3 separate regions of the Mus musculus genome follow, and all the other regions are linked to region 2. A link is a contact called in public HiChIP or PLAC-seq data. All regions are on one chromosome and are shown on one strand. The core of a region is the stretch at or near the end of the contact, and the rest is flanking DNA. Distances in the headings are between cores, read along the strand shown.

Region 1 (4,069 bases), core at 322-2,821, 110 kb after region 2:
AACACTTTACCAACTCTGTTGTGTTTGAATGCTTCTGACTACAATCAAAACACAGCATCAGTTGAGCAGAGGCAGCAGCTAGACAGCTGCTCATTTGAGTGTGGTCAAGGACACTGACATCACTGTTTAATCATCTGTTTGCTCATCCTAGAAGAAAGGGAGATTGGTCACCACTGTACTTTGATTGTGTTCAACTCAATCACCATGTTCCAAAAATAACAGGTTGTTATCGTCAAATACTCAGTTATTTTCAGTTCCCCTCCACTTCAACATGCCACAGCTATAACTGAAGAGCACAAGAGCAAAGAGACCATGGCTAACGTGTTTGCTGGAACCACTCATTGTTCCGGCTGATCTACTCCTAGCATTTTCTTCCTATTTCTGGTGTTCATAAGGTTGTTGTTGTTTTTAAAGATTATTTTAGTTTATGTGTAAGGGTACTATCTTAGTTAGTCTTCTGTTGCTGTGATAAAACACCATGACTGAGGCAATTTAAAATGGGAAGTGTTTATTTGGTGCTTATAGTTTCAGAGGGTTTGAGTCCATGATCATCATCGCTGGGAGCATGGTAGGAGGCAGATAGGCATAGTGCTGGAGAAGTAGCTGGATGCTCATCTTGAGTCAGAACCATGAGGCACAGAGATATAACTGAATGGTGTGGGCTTTTAAAGACATTCAAGTCCATCTCCACTGACATACCTCCTTCAATAAAGCCACATTTCCAAATCCTTCCCAAACAGCTACACCAACTGGGATCAACTAATCAAATATATGAGCCAATGTGGGGGGGTATCATCATTAAAACCACCACTGATGTTTTGCCTACTTGTGTGTCTGTGTATCTCATGCATGCCTGGTGCCCATGGACGCCAAAAGAAAGCATTGGATACCCTCGAACTGGAGTTACAGACAGTTATGCGCTGATTACTAGGGATAGAGCCTCAGTTCTCTGGAAGAGTAGCCAGTGGACTTAGCCTTTGAAGCATTTCTTCAGCCCCCTAAAGATTAATTTTTTATTAATTATGTATATGTATGTGTAGGTGAGCACTAGTGTCCTCAGAGGCCAGAGGCATCAGATCCTCTGGGAGCTGGAGTTATTTGCAGGCAATTGTGATCTACCCAACATGGTTGCTGGGAACTGGTCCTCTGGAAGAGCAGTATGTGCTCTTAACCTCTGTGCAATCTGTCTAGTCTCAAAGTATAAAGTATACAGATTTTATATGTACAAAGGTCTTTAGGTATACATTTTATGTTCTTAAGAATGTGCACATATTTGTATTTAAACTTTGAGGCTTTCATGACCATCATTGGAGCAAGTTATTACATAGAGGATATAAACTTGCCAAGCCTCACTTTATGTAGCTGTGTCAGTGTAAAATGTTCTTATGCCCTCTGTGCTGTCCTTCCCTCTGTCTAGAGCTTGAAGACGCTCAAAGGAAGCTCTCACAGAAGAGAAGAGGCAGCTAAGGGGCCTGAGAGTGGGTGGATTCAAGGAGAGCATGACAGCTAGTACCCAGTAGCTGGGTGCTGTCACCAAAGGCAGAACTATGTGGATCTTAGGAGCTCTGGACATGTCCATGTGGACTAGCATATACCCTGGACTTTGCACAAGTGTGTAAAACATTAACTTAGTAAGACAAACCTTTCCTTAGAAAGGAAGTTTCCAGATTTCAAACCACTTGGCTTTTGATTCCACCTTTTCTCTCGATTTGAGTCAAAGCCGTGTTTATACTTTTCCCCTTAACACTGATGAGGGCTTCCCACTTTTCTCTGTAAGCTTTGTGTCTCACTAAACCCACTGTGTTTACTTTTAATTTATAGCAGCACGCTTGTATCAGACTCCCGGGAAATGGTCTGGTCTGCAGTTTTTGGAACTGTGACCTAGAAGGATGTATTGTTTTAGCTTAGAGAAACAAATGAATGTTTCTACCTGGCCTTGCTGAGGGCTTTCTGTGCTGGATTGAGGCTGACACCTGGGAGTCTCTCAGCTTGACTGGAAAGCCCCAGTGAGCCTTCCTTACGTTGTCTTCTGAGATCCCTTTCTGGAATTCTTTGCCAAACTTTTATTTATTTATTTATTTATTTATTTATTTATTTATTTATTTATTTAGACCTGTTGCAAACCAAGGGCTGAGGGGAGTGACTGGTTAATGTGACCTGCTTCAGACCACACTGTGACTCCACTTGGCTCCCCACAGGATTCATGCCAGCTTGGAAGATAAACAAAAACCCTGCCCATGCCTGAGAGTGTTACTTATGTGCACAGTGCAGACAGGCCTCATCCAGATTTCCTGAACCTTTGCCAGCCAGATTGACTCAGCTCTCCCAGTGATGCCCAGTTTCCTACCCATGTGGCATATGTGAGCATAAAAACACTACCTTGTTCTCTCAGAACAAGGTTAGCCCTAGACTAGTGTTCTGAACCTCCAGTCTTCCTGCTACACAATCAAAGTGCTCCCTGGATAAACTTTGATATGTAAGTTTTAAAAAATATTTTAAATGGCTCTGTGGTTAGGGGTGGGATTTCAGTTCCCAGGACTCCATGAAAGGAATCTCCCAGCTGCCTATAACTCCAGCTCCAATTCCCTTTTCTTGTCTCCTCACATACAAAAACACACACACACCACCACCACCACTACCACTACCACCACCACCATCACCACCACACGCACGCACATGCACACATACCTACACACATACCTACAAATAAATGAAAAATAAAATAAATACATTTTAAAAAGAGAAGTGTGATATCACGTATGCTACCCCCCTAAAGCTGGGTTCCCAGCTTGGAGCTTTACTGCCTTGCTTCAGAATGGTTCCTCAACATCAATTTGTTGAAGCAAAAAATCAAGAAGCAAGCTGTCAACCCACTAAGCAAGGGCTCTGCTCTAAGCTGGCTTACCCGTTTCCTGAACAGACTCAGCATTGCCCAGGCTGAGCCAGTGACTGGGCACACCTCCTGCAAGGCTTTGAGTAACTGTGTGGTTTAGAATTGCATCAATCCTGCGGACAAGCGTTGTTTCTTCAGACTTTCCAGAGACCGATCTAGACAGACAGCTGTCATTTCCTGAGGATGTGATTCATTCATACCCAGCTAAGGGTTGTGTTGCCCAGAGAACAGAGACTCTGAGAGACCAAAGTCACATCTCTGTGCCTTGTTCCAAGGCTGGCCATTGGAGTCTAATGATGCACCAAGAAAACTTGCTGTAGGGATAGAAATCCAGTCCCCAGCTGTCTCCCTTCTTGTTGAAGTCAATTTACTCTTTTTATTTTATCTATCTGTCCATCTGTCCATCCGTCCTTCCATCCATCCATCCATCCATCCATCCATCCATCCATCCATCCATCCACCCACCCACCCACCCACCCATCCATCCATCCATCCATCCATCCATCCATCCATCCATCCATTCATCCATCCACCCATTCATCCATATATCTACCTATCTTACTAAAAGCTTCTTCGGCCCTTGGCACATTGCTTGAACGACATTTCTTTTGCTTAGAAAGCATGCCAACTTTGTAAGGCACTTCCATGCCGCAGAGTTTCTTAATTCCTCAGCTTAGGAAGTTTGCTAGGAGCGTGTGCCTTGTGCTGACTTGCCCATTTCTATGCTTTTTGTGAGAATGTTTGATTCTACCCTAACCTGGACTCCAGCTTTATCTGTCAACTCACACAACTGCATCCTCTTCTCTCATATATTCATTTCCTTCTTTACATCTTCCACTAGTATGTTGCACATCAGTTATGTGCCAAATATTTGCTCAGTTATTCTATGATGTGGAGAAATTTTATTCACTATAATTCTGGACAGGAGTGAGAATGATAGGGGCTGGCCCCTAGCGGAGAAGCAGGTACTGGCCAACAGGCTGAAGTGACCCTCCTGATGTGTGTGGAATGGCTGCTTAAACTGGAGCTTCTGAAGATGGAGTATAAATTTAGGGCTCAATCTTTTTTTTTTTTTTTTTTTGAGATAGGGTTTCTCTGTATCGCCCTGGCTGTCCTAGAACTCACTTTGTAGAGCAGGCTGGTCTCAAATTCAGAAATCTGCCTGCCTCTGCCTCC
Region 2 (3,716 bases), core at 213-2,712:
TCATCACCCTTCTCAGAGGTTCGTATGACCATGTCTGTATCATGGTCTACCTTTGTGTTTTTTTTTTTCCAGGTATTTTTAAACCAGCATTTTTATTACTAGAATATACTTGCGTATAAATTGGAGAATAATTGTATACATTTCCTGTACTCATTTTTAGATGCTATATTTTGTGAAAATACTGAACCTCGCTCTCTCCAAGATAAGCAAAAAGGAGCAAAACAGACTTTTGAAGAAATGATGAATTACATTCCAGGTATGATATTTAAATAACTCAATTGTATATAGATTGGCACCACTTTGAAGTTGCAGTATAATTATTGAAACTAATTGTTATTGTTAGTTTTTATTTTAGAAATAATATAACTCATTAGAAAACGTAATTTGGCCAGGCAGTGGTGGCACATGCCTTTAATCCTAGCACTTGGGAGGCAGAGGCAGGTGGATATCTGAGTTCAAGGCCAGCCTGGTCTACAGAGTGAGTTCCAGGACAGCCAGGACTATAGAGAGAAACCCTGTCTCGAAAAAAAAAAAAAAAAAAGAAAATTAAAGAAAAGAAAAGAGAAGAAAAGAAAAGGTAACTTGTCCGTTTGTTGATACTACTAATACTGTCTGTTTGAGATAGATTCTTGAGCTGTAGCACAGACTAGCCTTGATCTTGCAACAGTTCTTTTGCTTCAGTCTTTGTAGTGCTGGTGTTACCTGTAGGAGACTTTAGGCTCACCCCTAAAATTTAGGACACGGGTTTTTCTACTCACACACTAATCAGGGCTTTATGATTTGTCTGCTGTGTGACCCTAGCTGGCTTGGAGCTTACTGTGTAGACCAGGTTGGTCTCAAATTTGCATTTATCCTCCTGCTTCTGCTTCCCAAATGGTGAGATTAGAGCTGTCCAGCATATCTGGTCATAGACATCTTTTCTGTATGGTTTTATGTGTCTATATAAAGAGGGAGTTTAAATCCTGTTGTTTGGGGTGCTGAGGGACAGCTCGGTTGTTGAGCACATGCTGTTGTTGCAGAGACCATCACATTAGTTAGTGGCTTAGAGTTGCCTGTAACTCCCACCTCTCTGGCCTCTGTGGGCACTTACACTCAGGTGCACATCTCTCTTCACAAACACAACACATCATTCAAAATACATAGTTTAAAAATTGGTTTTGTTTTACCCTGATGTATAATAAAATATGTTTTCTAAGTCTCTTTTATCACTTAGTGGTAGTTGGTTTATATACTATAGTATATCCTGTGCATTGTGAACTTCTGAAAGGGGGATTAATAATAACTACTACTTTTTTTTTTTTTTTTTTTGACCCGACCATGAGACTTGTTTCTAGGAGGTTCTTGTAGAAACTGGTTTGAGAAATACTGACTTGGAGCTTTTATGTGGTGTCTGTGAACAGAGGAGGCATGTGGCTTTTAAGAGGCGGTTGGTGGTGAGTCACTGTGAGCTGTTTCATATGTGGCTTTCCTGTTTAGATCTGATAGTCAAGTGTATCGGTGAAGAAACCAAGTACGAAAGCATCAGACTCCTGTTTGATGGCCTGCAGCAGCCAGTGCTCAACAAGCAGGTAAGGGAGGTGGTGGGCGTTGGTGTGGCTGCTGAGCAGCGGGATGTCTGGTTTATTACCTGTGTGAGTCACTACACGACATCTAGCCCATCATTAAAATAATCTAAACGTTCAGATGGGAAAATCTGTATGTACTGTTTCTGCTGGTTCTCTTACTTCTTTGTGATATGCATGGTTGCTTAAAGTTAATATATCTTCTACCAGAAAATTTTAGATGTTTAGAAAATTTCTGACATAGTATAAACATTTTGCTAATTTAAGTCAAAGAATACCAGTTAACATTTTTATATATATAGTCGCTATATATTTTGTTGAAATGTTAATATAATATCAGTTTCATACTTGTTTATTTAAAATTTGTTCAAAACAATTTACATAGAATGGGTGAAGCATAGTAATGCCAGTTATTTTATTCACAAAGGTCTCTACTATGCATGTAAGGATGGAGCATTGTCGGTGGTGTTAGAGACACCTTTTTGCGTGTTTTGCATTGCCGTTACGTTTCCCGCTGACTTGCGTAGAGATTTACCGTGGTCCTGGCTCCCGTGCCTGTAACTTTTCTGTCTAGTTCCTTACATTTTGTTACATGTCTTTGTGCTGCAGCTGACCTATGTGTTGCTGGACATTGTGATACAGGAGCTGTTTCCAGAGCTAAATAAGGTAACTGGGAAGCAGGAATTTCTTCATTCTCCTTTGGAAAGTATATGGACATTTAACCAGAGATGAAAATGGTAGTAAGCCATTGTGACTGCAACCATTTGAAAGCTGAACAGCTTGACACAAGTGGCCTTTTGTAGTGTCCTCATCTAACACGACTGTCCAGACGTAGACTAGATTTGAGGTAACAGACCCTGGCCAGTCTCTGCCTTCAAGTTCTTAGTTCCTCCTTACCATACAAGCAGATAAGGGCCCTTTACTGTGCTTTCAGCTGAATATGTGACTAATCTTATCATCAGAATGGGCCTAGCTGTTCAGATTATCATCTGCAACATTTTCTGCTATATAAATCAGAGACGAATGTTTTTTCAACATGGATCTGTGAGTCCAAGAACACAAAATGATTTGGAGTTAGAGCATGGTGTTCTTACTATATTTAATATTGAGGATGTTGAACTTTTCTTCTTTCTAAATACAATTTAAAATTTTGTTCTTCGAACATTTCATGCACGTATACCGTGTACTTATCCATCTACCCTTTAATGGCCTAACTCCCTCTGGACCCCCTCTCTCTAATCTCCCTCCCAATTTCCTTTGCTCTAAAATAACCCACTGAGCCCAGTTAGTGTGGCCTTTATGTGCATAGGTGTGGGGGCGTCCACTGAAGCATGAGCAGCCTACCAGTGGCTACCCTCTTAAAAGGACCGTGCTCTCTCCTCTCAGATAGACAGCCATCAACTGAGCCCACCCCCATGTATCCTAGAAGTTCTGCTGTGTGTGTGGTTTTTAACTTTTTTTTTAATTGATGATTGTGTATTTGTGCACCCATCTGCATACATATATAAACACACCACGATGCAAGTGTGAAGCTCACAGGAAAACCTGCTGGATTGGTTCTCTCCTTCTACTATGTGGGGTCAGGGGCCGAACTCAGGCTGTTGTTATTTATTATTTATTTATTACTTTTGAGATGTTGGGGATTGAGACCAGAGGGGTTTTTTTTCAAATTTTTATTAGGTATTTTCTTCATTTACATTTCAAACGCTATCCCGAAAATCCCCTATACCCTCCCCCTGCCCTGCTCCCCTACCCACCCACTCCCACTTCTTGGTCCTGGCATTCCCCTGTACTGGGGCATATAAAGTTTGAAAGACCAAGGGGCTTCTCTTTCCAATGATGGCTGACTAGAGGCCAGAGTCTTAAGTATGGCTGTTTTTATCCTGTCCAGTGCCCACAGCTACTGTGAGTCTATGAGTGTCACAGCATGTCACAGCATGCCTCCCCATCTTAAGGCACTGGCATTCCCTCTTCTTAGATGTGTCCTGAGCCTTAGGACGTGGGAGTTGATACAAATGTCCCGTTTGGGGCTGAGCTTTCATAGTCACTCACTCTTAGCACTCTGACCAGCGAGGAGTCTATGCTGTAACTACTGCCCACAGCAAAGAGTAGCGCCTCTGAGTAAGGCTGAGAGCAGGGCTCGTCTATGGTATA
Region 3 (4,066 bases), core at 1,364-3,863, 87 kb after region 2:
TCCCAGTACAGATCCAGCTATATTAGCAAGGTGTGAGCATCCTGTCGTTAAATATAACCTTGAAGAACCTTCAAGGCTTTGTTCAACCTAATTATATGTAAAAGAGCAGCATTGTGAATCCACACACGGTGTGTATCTAGCATGTTACATGTGGCACAGAGGGATAAACAAGCAAAGAATGGGAGCTGGAATGGGAGCTGGAACGAGACATTCTAGGTTTAGACATGGGATGGCTCCAGGAGCCAGTTAAAGCGAGCAGAGACTCATCATTATGAATGTTTGCTTAGAAGCCTGGTTCATGCATAGCAACCAAGAGGATGTGGGGTGAAACAGTCCAGTGCGTGTGGATTATCAGGATGTTGAGGAGCAAAGAGGTGTGATCTGGGGGAGTAAAACCTTCGAGGGTTCGAGTCAGTGATGGCAACGAGGGGAAAATGTCTTTTTTTTGAGACTTAACTGAAACGGGAGGGATGCTCAGCCTCTTGCAGTGCATGGGGCAGCAGTTGCTATGGGTTACTAAGGTCATAACTGCTTTACACTGGTTGATTCCCTTGAGTTTGGAGTCTGGGTGAAGTGTCTTCTATAGCCCTGGCCCTCTGAAGAGGGTGGCAGACTAGAGCCACTGGAAGCTGGGGATGGAGTCAGGGTAGGCTCAGAGGTTAGAGTTACTCAAGGAGATCTCAGTAGACCAATAAGGCTCCTGTACAGGTTTCTGGTGAGTTATCTAATAAATATACTTCAGTTTTTCTTCCATAGACATGGAACAAAATAATATTGTCTTGTGCCTTTTCTTAGCAATTAAGCTATATGATTTATCTTTATGAGTGTCAAAAATATGTGTCTTAGTCAGGGTTTCTATTCCTGGACAAAACATCATGACCAAGAAGCAACTTAGGGAGAAAAGGGTTTATTCAGCTTACACTTCCACATTGCTGTTCATCACCAAAGGAGATCAGGACTGGAGCTCAAGCAGGTCAGGATACAGGAGCTGATGCAGAGGCCATGGAGGGATGTTTCTTACTGGCTTGCTTCCCCTGGCTTGCTCAGCTTGCTCTCTTATAGAACCCAAGACTACCAGCCCAGGGATGGCACCATCCACAATAGGCCCTCCCCACCTTGATCACCAACTGAAAAAATGCCCCACAGCTGGATCTCATGGAGGCATTTCCTTTCACTGAAGCACTTTTCTCTGTGATAACTCTAGCCTGTATCAAGTTGACACACAAAACCAGCCAGTACAATAGGTTTTGATAGGAGAATTAACTCTGGACAAAGGAAACATCAGTGTCTGCTGTTTGAGTAAGTCTTCTGGGTTATATACCTTTGTTACATAAAACAAAACAAAACTCTAAGAAAATTGAAAACCACAACAAAATAGCAAACCAGGAGAATAATTTACACCTATATACTGACTTCCTAAATGTATCTTCTCTTAGCATTGCTTGATCCACTCACTGTGTCCCCCCACAACTCATATAGACACATATATTACTCTTTCCTATGTCAATTGAAAGTAATGTGATGGCATTGTTGCCAATTTTCTGAGTTGGAGTTGAGTTTCTTGCTTCATGATTGCAAAGAATGCTGAGCAAGGAAAACAGAAAAAGGGTACAGGACCAAGGCACTGTTGGAAAGAAAAATGTTGGCTTCTAGCAGCAGGGAAGAGTTCAGAAAGTGAATTGCCAGGTAAGTTTTGCAACAGGGATTTTGATATCCTGGGAATGGACAAATTTGATCTCACTCATATGGAAATTAGGCATCCAACAGAAATTCACCTGGCTGGTTAATTTGATTGTGTGTGGTGTATTCTGATTGGCTGATGAGTCAAGTGAAGGGGAGGGCCTGCCAAAAAGTCTTTCAGGCTGGGCAAGATCAGGAAAAACCAACCAACCAACCAACCAACCAACCAACCAACCAAACAGGGCTGATGATTAGTTTACATCTTGATGAGTCAGAAAAATTTGGATTTTAATACATTAGATGGCAAGATCAACAACTTTGGAAAATCTCTGGTGTTCTGGAAGCTGGCTGCTGGTTCCACCAGGCATATAGATGGTTTGTTTCCCTTTGGCCTGTAACCCTGACTGTCTATTTGTTCCTAACGCTTATCAGCCTCATGATACTGCACCCTATGTGATACCAAGTAATGTATTTCTTCTATACAAAGACACTTTCATCTTCTTACTTAGCATTCACAGTGCCATTTCTACCTGCAAGGAACATTGCTGCTGAGACTCAAGGACCAACTTCCCTAAACAGAAAGGGATGCCAATAAAGTCAAGCTGTTGCTCTTGGTGGTTGTAGTCTTTAGCTCCTCTTCTTCTGTTTCTGCTCATAGGATCCTTGAAATGTCCAAGTAGATTTCTTAAAAAGCCTTTCATGGATTCCTACCAGTAGGTCCTTGTTGGGTTGTATTTCTGAGCCAGCACATCTGTCTCTGATCTTATGAGTCATGGAGTTGGCCTTGATACTAGGTGTTTGGAATAAGGGCTTGAAGAATCTGAGCAGAGGTTTGTACACATTTGACGATAAACCTGACTACATGCCTTGGAAGGACACTCATCCAGTCCGTACTAACCACCACCTTACCCCATGCTTACTCTTCACTGCCTCTGAGGTAATTTCTGAAATGCTTCCTGTTTTCCTCTGTGTTGGTGCTATGAGGTCACTGTTAAGCCATCAGAAGTTAAAGAGAAGATTGATAGCAGATTTAGTTTTTTTCTTTCTCTTTTGGGTATTTAAGAGGATACCCACACATTCTCCAACTGCCCTTTGTAAAACAGACACTGTTGCCTATAAACTAAGTTGGGATTTTGAGTTGTGTTATGTTGGATGGGTGGGGTAGCTGAAAAATAAAATGTGAGTTATCACCAATACAAGTTATCCCAGAAGCCAGTATTTAGACAATTCCTTCCCTCTCCTTTCTCTTAGTTTCCCCTCCCTCTCCCTTTCTCTTCCCTCATTTGACAGTGTACAGTCTAGGGTGGCCCAGAACTGAACTCATGGTTCTTCTGCTCAGTCTCCCAAGTGCTGAGATCACAGCAGCACCATCACACTTGGCTAGGTCTCTATTCTCATTCCTCCAGTAATCTATAATCATCAGGAGTGGGGTATGAGATGGTGAAGGCCCAGAGAGAGAAGTGGCTTTCACGACACCCATCTTGCGGGCAGGCACACCCTGGATGAAGGCTTATATCACACATCTAACCCTGAATTTTGTCTCCTGTTGTTGACTATGAGAAAATTCTTACACTGTATCTTTTGGATGCTCAAAGAAGCAGTTCTGCTATACCCAGATGCTGAGAAAGAAGAGAACATTGACCCTCTGTGCAGACACAAGAGACATTGTTACTCACAGAGCGGTGTGTTCTGTGGTCTGTCCTGGTCTATCCTGAGGCCTGGCTAATATGCGCTTTTTTTGTTTCTATAACAGGACAGAACTTATTAATTATTGAAAATTCTTTCCCTTTATTCTGATAAAGTCACACTTTTGTGACCTTCAGAGTTTTCATTAAGAAACAGTGTAGTGGGCAGCAACTCTGTGGGGTCACTGTGACTGCCATGGCCAGCAGAGCAATGACCTACAGGAGGCTGCTCAGGCTAATGCAACTGAGTAGCCAGTGTTGGTTCAAACTTCAGGAGTCTGACCCCCGAGGAGTTTATTTTAGGCATCTGTAAGCACAGTACAGTTTGGTGAAAGCTTTCCTGGTGATAATGATCTCAATCCTGTGTGTACAATAAAGCTGAAGATGAGACTACATTAACACTCACTGTGAAGAACATATGACACCTTTCATAAGGATAGGTTTTATAGATTGACAGGCACATGATAAAGATCTTGGAGAGGATGTGGTGTGGTCCCTACCATACAGATCACCAAGCTATTAACCATGCCTGCTCCCAGCCTTCTGGGTAAATAACAGGTTATGGATTCTCCGCTTTGAAGAGACAACCTGTGTGTTTAACATTCCTGTCTCCTAGTGCTCATCTGTGAGCATAAGGACCTTTGTGCCTCCCACACAACGCTTTCTTGGGTTACAGTGGACTCTTTGTTCCTTAAGCTGTA

Evidence for each region. HiChIP or PLAC-seq counts read pairs in DNA pulled down with a chosen protein or histone mark.
Region 1: a BATF HiChIP or PLAC-seq map of CD8 T cells shows a contact between it and region 2, with 16 read pairs. The contact joins two enhancer-like sites. A contact is called at or near these places in 1 of 15 datasets of contacts at CTCF or cohesin (CD8 T cells), 6 of 484 Hi-C or Micro-C datasets (the HPC-5 cell line, bone marrow-derived macrophages, female germline stem cells and 3 more), 4 of 115 datasets of contacts at active chromatin or transcription factors (CD8 T cells, the HPC-7 cell line and embryonic stem cells) and 3 of 9 other capture datasets (adipose tissue, liver and pancreatic islet).
Region 3: a contact with region 2 is called in a BATF HiChIP or PLAC-seq map of CD8 T cells, with 7 read pairs. The contact joins two enhancer-like sites. A contact is called at or near these places in 1 of 15 datasets of contacts at CTCF or cohesin (CD8 T cells), 1 of 484 Hi-C or Micro-C datasets (female germline stem cells), 3 of 115 datasets of contacts at active chromatin or transcription factors (CD8 T cells, the HPC-7 cell line and embryonic stem cells) and 3 of 9 other capture datasets (adipose tissue, liver and pancreatic islet).

What each region holds. Positions count from the first base shown.
Region 1 is chr9:88,272,418-88,276,486 of GRCm38.p6, reverse strand. No RefSeq gene overlaps it. Among named protein-coding and RNA genes, the nearest start is that of Gm28231, 15 kb to the right of the region's middle. Within about 2 kb of position 1,571, at least 131 of the 459 cell types and tissues checked have an H3K27ac peak or open chromatin away from gene starts, as enhancers often do. A contact at or near this core is called in CD8 T cells, bone marrow-derived macrophages and female germline stem cells, where this site is marked.
Region 2 is chr9:88,378,022-88,381,737 of GRCm38.p6, reverse strand. Snx14 (sorting nexin 14) reads left to right here. Exons shown (of 29, transcript NM_001359958.2): 25 at 1-18; 26 at 161-256; 27 at 1,477-1,568; 28 at 2,172-2,228. Among named protein-coding and RNA genes, the nearest start is that of Nt5e, 52 kb to the right of the region's middle. Within about 2 kb of position 1,462, at least 95 of the 459 cell types and tissues checked have an H3K27ac peak or open chromatin away from gene starts, as enhancers often do. A contact at or near this core is called in CD8 T cells, bone marrow-derived macrophages and female germline stem cells, where this site is marked.
Region 3 is chr9:88,291,563-88,295,628 of GRCm38.p6, reverse strand. No RefSeq gene overlaps it. Among named protein-coding and RNA genes, the nearest start is that of Gm51281, 32 kb to the left of the region's middle. Within about 2 kb of position 2,613, at least 18 of the 459 cell types and tissues checked have an H3K27ac peak or open chromatin away from gene starts, as enhancers often do. A contact at or near this core is called in CD8 T cells, where this site is marked.